2 separate regions of the Sus scrofa genome follow, and region 1 is linked to region 2. The links are chromatin contacts, called in public HiChIP or PLAC-seq maps. All regions are on one chromosome and are shown on one strand. Each heading gives the region's core, a stretch centred on a gene start, on an enhancer-like site or on the middle of the called end of the contact. The rest is flanking DNA. Distances are from core to core; before and after follow the strand shown.

Region 1 (3,163 bases), core at 544-3,043, 220 kb before region 2:
CTTTCTCTTAAAAGGATGCTGGTCATTGGATTTAGGGCCCACCCCAAATCTGGGATGATCTCATTTCAAGGTCCTTAACTAACTACATCTGTAAAGATGCTTTTTCCAAATAAGGCTATGTTCATCTATCTTTTGGAAGGCTACCATCCAACCACTACAGCATCCTTGTATATATCCTTACAAATAGTATTTTCTTTAGTTTTTCCGTAGGGCAGAGTTAATGTATTTTTGGTCAATGTGTAGGAATTTTAAACTTTAATACTATTCCCAGATTATACCTAGAAAGTTTGTAGCAATTTACAGTCCCATCAGAGATGTACCAGGGCTTGTTTCCCTATGTATCATTGATTGGTCCTGCTAATGTTTGCCAATCTAATGAGTGAAAAATGGATTAGTGTTTTAATTTGCTTTTCCATGACTATTAGTGAAATAAGTGTTTTTTAATGAACGATTTGGATTTTCTCTTCCATCCATTATCTGCTTGTATACTTTGCCCATTTTTAAAAAACACTGGGCTATTTGGCTTTTTTAAAAGTCCATTTATAGAGACTCCTTTATGTTAAAGATACAGTGTGTCTGTCATATGTTTTGTGCAGTTTTATTCTTTTTTTTTTTTTTTTTTTTTTTTTGTCTTGTTAGCGTGTGATATCATGTAAAATATTTAGGTAGAATTTTTTTTTTCCTCTTTGATGATTCTGGGCTTTCTGTCTTGCTTTAAGTTTCCCCTCACTAATATTATATTACCACTCTTTAAAAATTTTACTTGAAGTCTTTGTCTTGTCTATTTTTATGTCTTTAACTCTTCTGGAACATATTTTTGAATATGGTATCATTCTATATTTGAATTATTACGAATAACCAATTACAGCAGGATCATTGATCATATAAACTATTCTTTTGTCACCAACTTTTTTGCTACCTTTGCTTTATATTAGGTGCACTTGAGATTCCATCCCAGACTATTAAACTAATTTGCCTGAGCTATTACAGTAGCAGTAAGTTACAACAATTTTACCATAAGTTAAAATTCTTATTTTACCGTATTTTATTTTTTTAGGTTTTTATTTTTTCTGTCATATGTGATTTACATTGTTCTGTCAATTTCTGCTGTACAGCAAAAATTTTTGTTTTCAATAATGAAATTCAAGTGTGCCAACAAAAGAGGACTGTGAAACTTCCCCGGTTGAGGTCAAAGATAACAGGAGATAAGATATGCGAACAAGGCTCGGGTAAACTGTAAGACTGCATCCAAATGTTGTTATCGCAAAAATGAACACACAGAAAAATAATCTTGGGCTTGGAAGTCTGGATTTTTGCTTTTATGACCAGTGCAGGGATTGAAGGTCCAGTTGTGGGGCATCCCACCTAACGACCCCACCCACAGAACAGAAGTGACGAAAAGGAGGAGGGAAAAGCAAAGTACAGTGCCCAAGAACCGAAAGAACGGTCCAGTCGCAGAACTGGGGAAAGTGACTGGGAAGAGAAGGCCAGCAAGGAAATCTAGGAAGAGAAGGGTCTCTCGGAGGCGGCTACGAAGGCCCAGGGCAGGTGGTAGCTCTCTCTTTAAAGGCAACTTGCTGGGGATTCCCGATCCCGAGTCCTCCGGGAGCCGCAAGCAGGAGCGGAACTGCTGCACAGCAGCGCCGATGCTGGGAGGTAGCTGGAGAGGGCTGAGCGGCGGTTCCGCCCATCTACCCGCTCTACTGGCCCGGCCCGGCACGACCTAGCCCGGCCCAGCCCGGCCCGCAGATCGGGGATTGGCCAGAGCGGCGCGCGGGGCGGGGCGGGGGCTGCCGGTAGGCGGGCCTGGGAGGCGGGCCTGGGAGGCGGGCGCGGGCGCGCGGGCGCGGGCGCAGCACGGCGGCGGCGCGCGCGTGCTCCGTGAATCGGTGGTTCAGCGGCGGCGAAGGCGGCGGAGCGGGCCATGGCAGTGGGCGGCGGGCTAGTGTAGCGCTGCGCGAGTCAGGCGGGCGGGGACTGAGACGGGGATGGGGGTGCTGCAGCTGGACGGTCGCGGTGGCCTGGGCTGCTGACCGCGCACCCGGAGCCGGGAACCGGCGGCGGCGGCGGAGCCCCGGGCAGGTGAGTGCGACGACGCGGGACCCGGATGCGGCGGGGCTGAGGGGCGGCGCGGTCGAGGCGGGCCGCCGAGGTGCCCCCGCGCGGCCCGGCGGCGCGCTCTTGCCCGCCGCAGCCTGCGGCGCCCGTGACTCTGGTGCCAGCGCCGCGCTTCCTGTCCGCGCGGAGGACACCGGCCCTCCAGCCCGCTGGGGCGCCTCGCTCGCCTGCGGCCCTCCCGGGGTTCTCCGAGGTGCGGCGCTTCCCGGCCTCCGGGCGGCATAGACGCGGCCGGGTGTCCCGGGCTGCCGGCACTTTGGGTCCGGTTTCTGAGGGACTTCTCGGGGAGAGGCGGCGTCCTCGCCCCCTGCGTCCGTGCGGACACCCGCGAGCTCCCGACCCTCAGGTGCCTTTTTGCGTTGAGTGTATTTTAGGGGCGGGCATCCTGGAATGCTGGGGGTATAGTCGTATTTTCAAATCCCAGCGCCGCCACTGACCAGCCCTGGGGCCTTGGACTAAAGTATCCGGGTTTGTATATGGGAATAATTATGCGTACTTCACAGGGTTGTTGTGAAGCTAGGACAGGATGATGTGCATGACCAAACAGCAAGTGCTTGGTCAGTGGTAGGCTGTTAGGAGAAACTCTGCTGCAGCATCTTCCTTGGTTGGCTATTGCTGATTCCTGGCTGCGGGTGCGGGTGTACCTTTGGGGGCACATTTATTTCCGACGTGCCTTGATGTTGCAGTAACCTCCACTGAAGTTACTTTAATTGGAGCCTGTTATCTTAGAGCTAAAACAGAATCCTACAGTCTCATCCTGGAGTCTCTTTTCTTGCTAAGGCTGCCTTGGAATACCTGTCTCAGGTACTGAGTGGAAATTACTGTTGAAATAAAACCCAACGATTTTAGGATTCGCTTCGATGAAAGATGGTGGGTCACATTCAACTTGAAGTACTTTGTTTAAATAATCTTAAGTGACACTTAAGCTCTGTCACTTGTTACAGAGTATAAACAGAATATGGAAACAGACTCCTTTTTCTGCATTGCTACATCTGAAGGGAGTGACAAGTGCTTTTGTAAACATGATTGTGGGCAGTATTACTGT
Region 2 (2,870 bases), core at 310-2,809:
TAAAAGCTGCGGCCCCTAAGACCGCCTTGTAAGAGACACCTTAGCTAATGCCTTTTGTGTGAGATCCCTGTAGACCATTGTGCCACCTGCTATGCTGTAGACCTTCATCTTTTGACTATTTGGAAACTACGGGTTGTCAACAGCGACACCGTGTGGCTATAAGATGCAATGACAATGGCCGCCAGACCTTCGCCTTAGGTATGTGGCAGCTGGATTTTCCCCTGAGAATTTTTGGGTCACTTAACCAGCTATGAATTTTTGAAAATTTTGGGCAGGGGCCCTATTTGTAGATGATGAATTTATTAAAGTGATAAATAGAGGATTTAGTTGATTTCTTTTTGTGGGAAAAAAGATCAGTGATCATATTTGTGCACTGTGGAGACTTTTTTTTTTAAACCCAGTTTTGTAAATAGTTTTTACTGGTTTACTATATAACACATATATAGTTTTTACATATATATAAAACAAATTATGCATGAAAGCTGTGTTTGAAGATACCCAAATTAAACCCTTTCCATTTTATATTCCATTTGAAAATTGATCTATGTTTCCCCATCATCTCCAAGATAAAGTCCCAGCTCTTCAGCACATTTGCTAAGACCTTCCTCTTATTCTCCAATATGCAACACACTCCTTAGCTTCCTTAAGAAGCCCATTATATTTGCCAATGTTTTGGGAGCTAGGCTTTTGGGGAGGGCAGATATGACCTGTACCAAGGAGCTCAGGTTTAATTACAGAAAAAAAAAAAAGTGAGATTTACTGAGCACTTGTGAGCTAGGCATTGTAATAAAGTGGTTTGGAGTTATTAATTTGCACATGAGGTTTCTCCAAATACCTTCTCCTATCTGTATTACTGGGGAAATAATTCCAAATCATTCTTATGCATATTTCTAGGTTTGTAGTTTTCTGCCTTGGAAATCACCTATTGAAGCTGGGGTTCCGCCCTGCAGATTCTGATTTAATTTGTTTTGGGCTTGAGCATCATTTTCGAAGCTCCTCAGGTGATTCTAATATACAGCTGGGGTGAAGACTTTAGCGACGGATGTAAATAATCTTTCTTTCCCTTCCGTGCCCTGCATACCTTTCCTGATCATGTCTTATCACATTGCACCTTCTTTTCAGGGTGTATATCTAGCTCCCTAACTAGCCTCTGAATATCCCCAGTCAGCCACTTTTGCATTTCTGGAACGCGATTTATGGCCTGACATTTGGCGGAAATTTGGCAAATGCTGAATGGGAAGGTAAAATGTCCTCAAGACATACTTATTTCCGTGTGTGTGTGTGTGTGTGTGTGTGTGTGTGTGTGTGTGTGTGTACGCACGCGCTCGCGCGCCGACCGCCTCAAATGTGGATTTCTGAAGTTTTCCTGGCAAATGAGGACCCAGGTAAGCGAACAGCAGTTGCGAGGAGAAGGGGTCCAGCAGCTGTGGAGCACAGACGGCAAAGCCGCAACAGCAAACTATCGCTCACTTTAATGGTAAGCCCCGCCCCCAGCAGCAGAGCCAACCAGAGGGCACGGAGCAATCCCAGCCTTCCTGGGCGGTCTGAGAAAGTCGCTAGGGCTTTCAGAGCCGGAGCAGAATCGGGCTCGTCGATGAGCTCGGGCTCGATTGGCTGGCCTCCCACGGTGGAGTAACGGTCGTAGAGGCGGGGCGGGAGGCGGCTGAGCCGGCCGGGCTGGGCGAGCTGCTGTAGAGAGGCGGCAGCTGAGGAAGGTAAGCGGCCTTCGGGGTTCACAGAGGCTTTGCCTGGAGCCCCTGCTTGAGCTTCCACCGGAAATGGTCTCGTCTGCGCAATGCGAGTGGTCATACTGACCCTTACTGGGGTCCCCAGAGAGGAGCTGCCTGGGACGGGTTGGCGCCAGTTAAAAATCCCTGGATAAGGAGTTTGGGGGCGGGTGGGGGGAACCTGATCGACCTGGTCCTAGTCCTGGCTCCTCGCCCCTTGTGATCTTTGGCTCCTCATTTAACATCTCAGCGCATCAGTTTCTTCAGTTGTAGACGACAGCTGGTAAATCTTTCCTTACAAGGTGGTTGAGAAGGTTAATTGAGGTAGTGAGTGTGAAGCTTGGACGGATACCTGGCGCAGCCTGGATTCTGGATAGTTGTTGGTAGTTACTCCGTCCCCATGCGCTGGCCGGGGGGTCTCGCCCCACGTTTCAGAATCTAGGTGCCTGGGAAGGTAACTTGGCGAGTGAAGGCTCGTAGCAGAAGGTGGGGGATACACAAAGGGGTAGGTGAGTAATCCCTTCTCTGGTTTAAGTAATCTTTGCAGAGTTGGAGAGTCTCTTTATGTGGAATCTAATATGATTTTATTAAGAAAATCAGTGAGATGGAAATGTTGAAATGTAGAAGGGTTTCTGTACCACTTTATTTTCTATACATAATAATGGTAAAGACTGTGCGGGCATTACCTCTTTTGGCCTCAATCTTCTTCTGCATGAGGTTTTGTTTTGTTTTTACTTTTGGTATTGTCAAGTAGACCCGGGCCTTCCCCACCTCACCTTGGGAAAAAGGTGGCTGGCTGGCTAGGGTTTTGCCCGCAGCTTCTGCTTAGTGGCCTATTCTAACCTTTTATGTAACCTCTCCTGGGGCAGGATGATTTAATCGAGGTAAGATCCGATCCTAATTCTGTTTCCTTAGATTCGCTTCTTAGGAACGTTAAACAGTGTATTGGTATATTTTTGGGATGGCGCTTTTGCATTTAACAGACAATAGAGACTTTGAAAGCATTGCACATTCCATTTATTGCAGTAAAGTGAAATATGTGCTTTTGAGAAAGCTAATTACAGGTTTTGAGGTGACTCAAAAAAGAACAGCTACCAGCCATGCTTTATTCCCAGCTTGTCCCCAAAAAAGTAGTGAAAAGCA

Evidence for each region. HiChIP or PLAC-seq counts read pairs in DNA pulled down with a chosen protein or histone mark.
Region 1: an H3K27ac HiChIP or PLAC-seq map of alveolar macrophages shows a contact between it and region 2. The contact joins the promoter of PIK3CB here to the promoter of CEP70 in region 2. A contact is called at or near these places in 2 of 2 datasets of contacts at active chromatin or transcription factors (alveolar macrophages and skeletal muscle).

What each region holds. Positions count from the first base shown.
Region 1 is chr13:79,609,470-79,612,632 of Sscrofa11.1, reverse strand. PIK3CB (phosphatidylinositol 4,5-bisphosphate 3-kinase catalytic subunit beta isoform) reads left to right here and starts at 1,793. Exons shown (of 25, transcript XM_021069526.1): 1 at 1,793-2,082.
Region 2 is chr13:79,385,629-79,388,498 of Sscrofa11.1, reverse strand. It overlaps CEP70 (centrosomal protein of 70 kDa), which reads left to right and starts at 1,559. Exons shown (of 19, transcript XM_013982061.2): 1 at 1,559-1,715.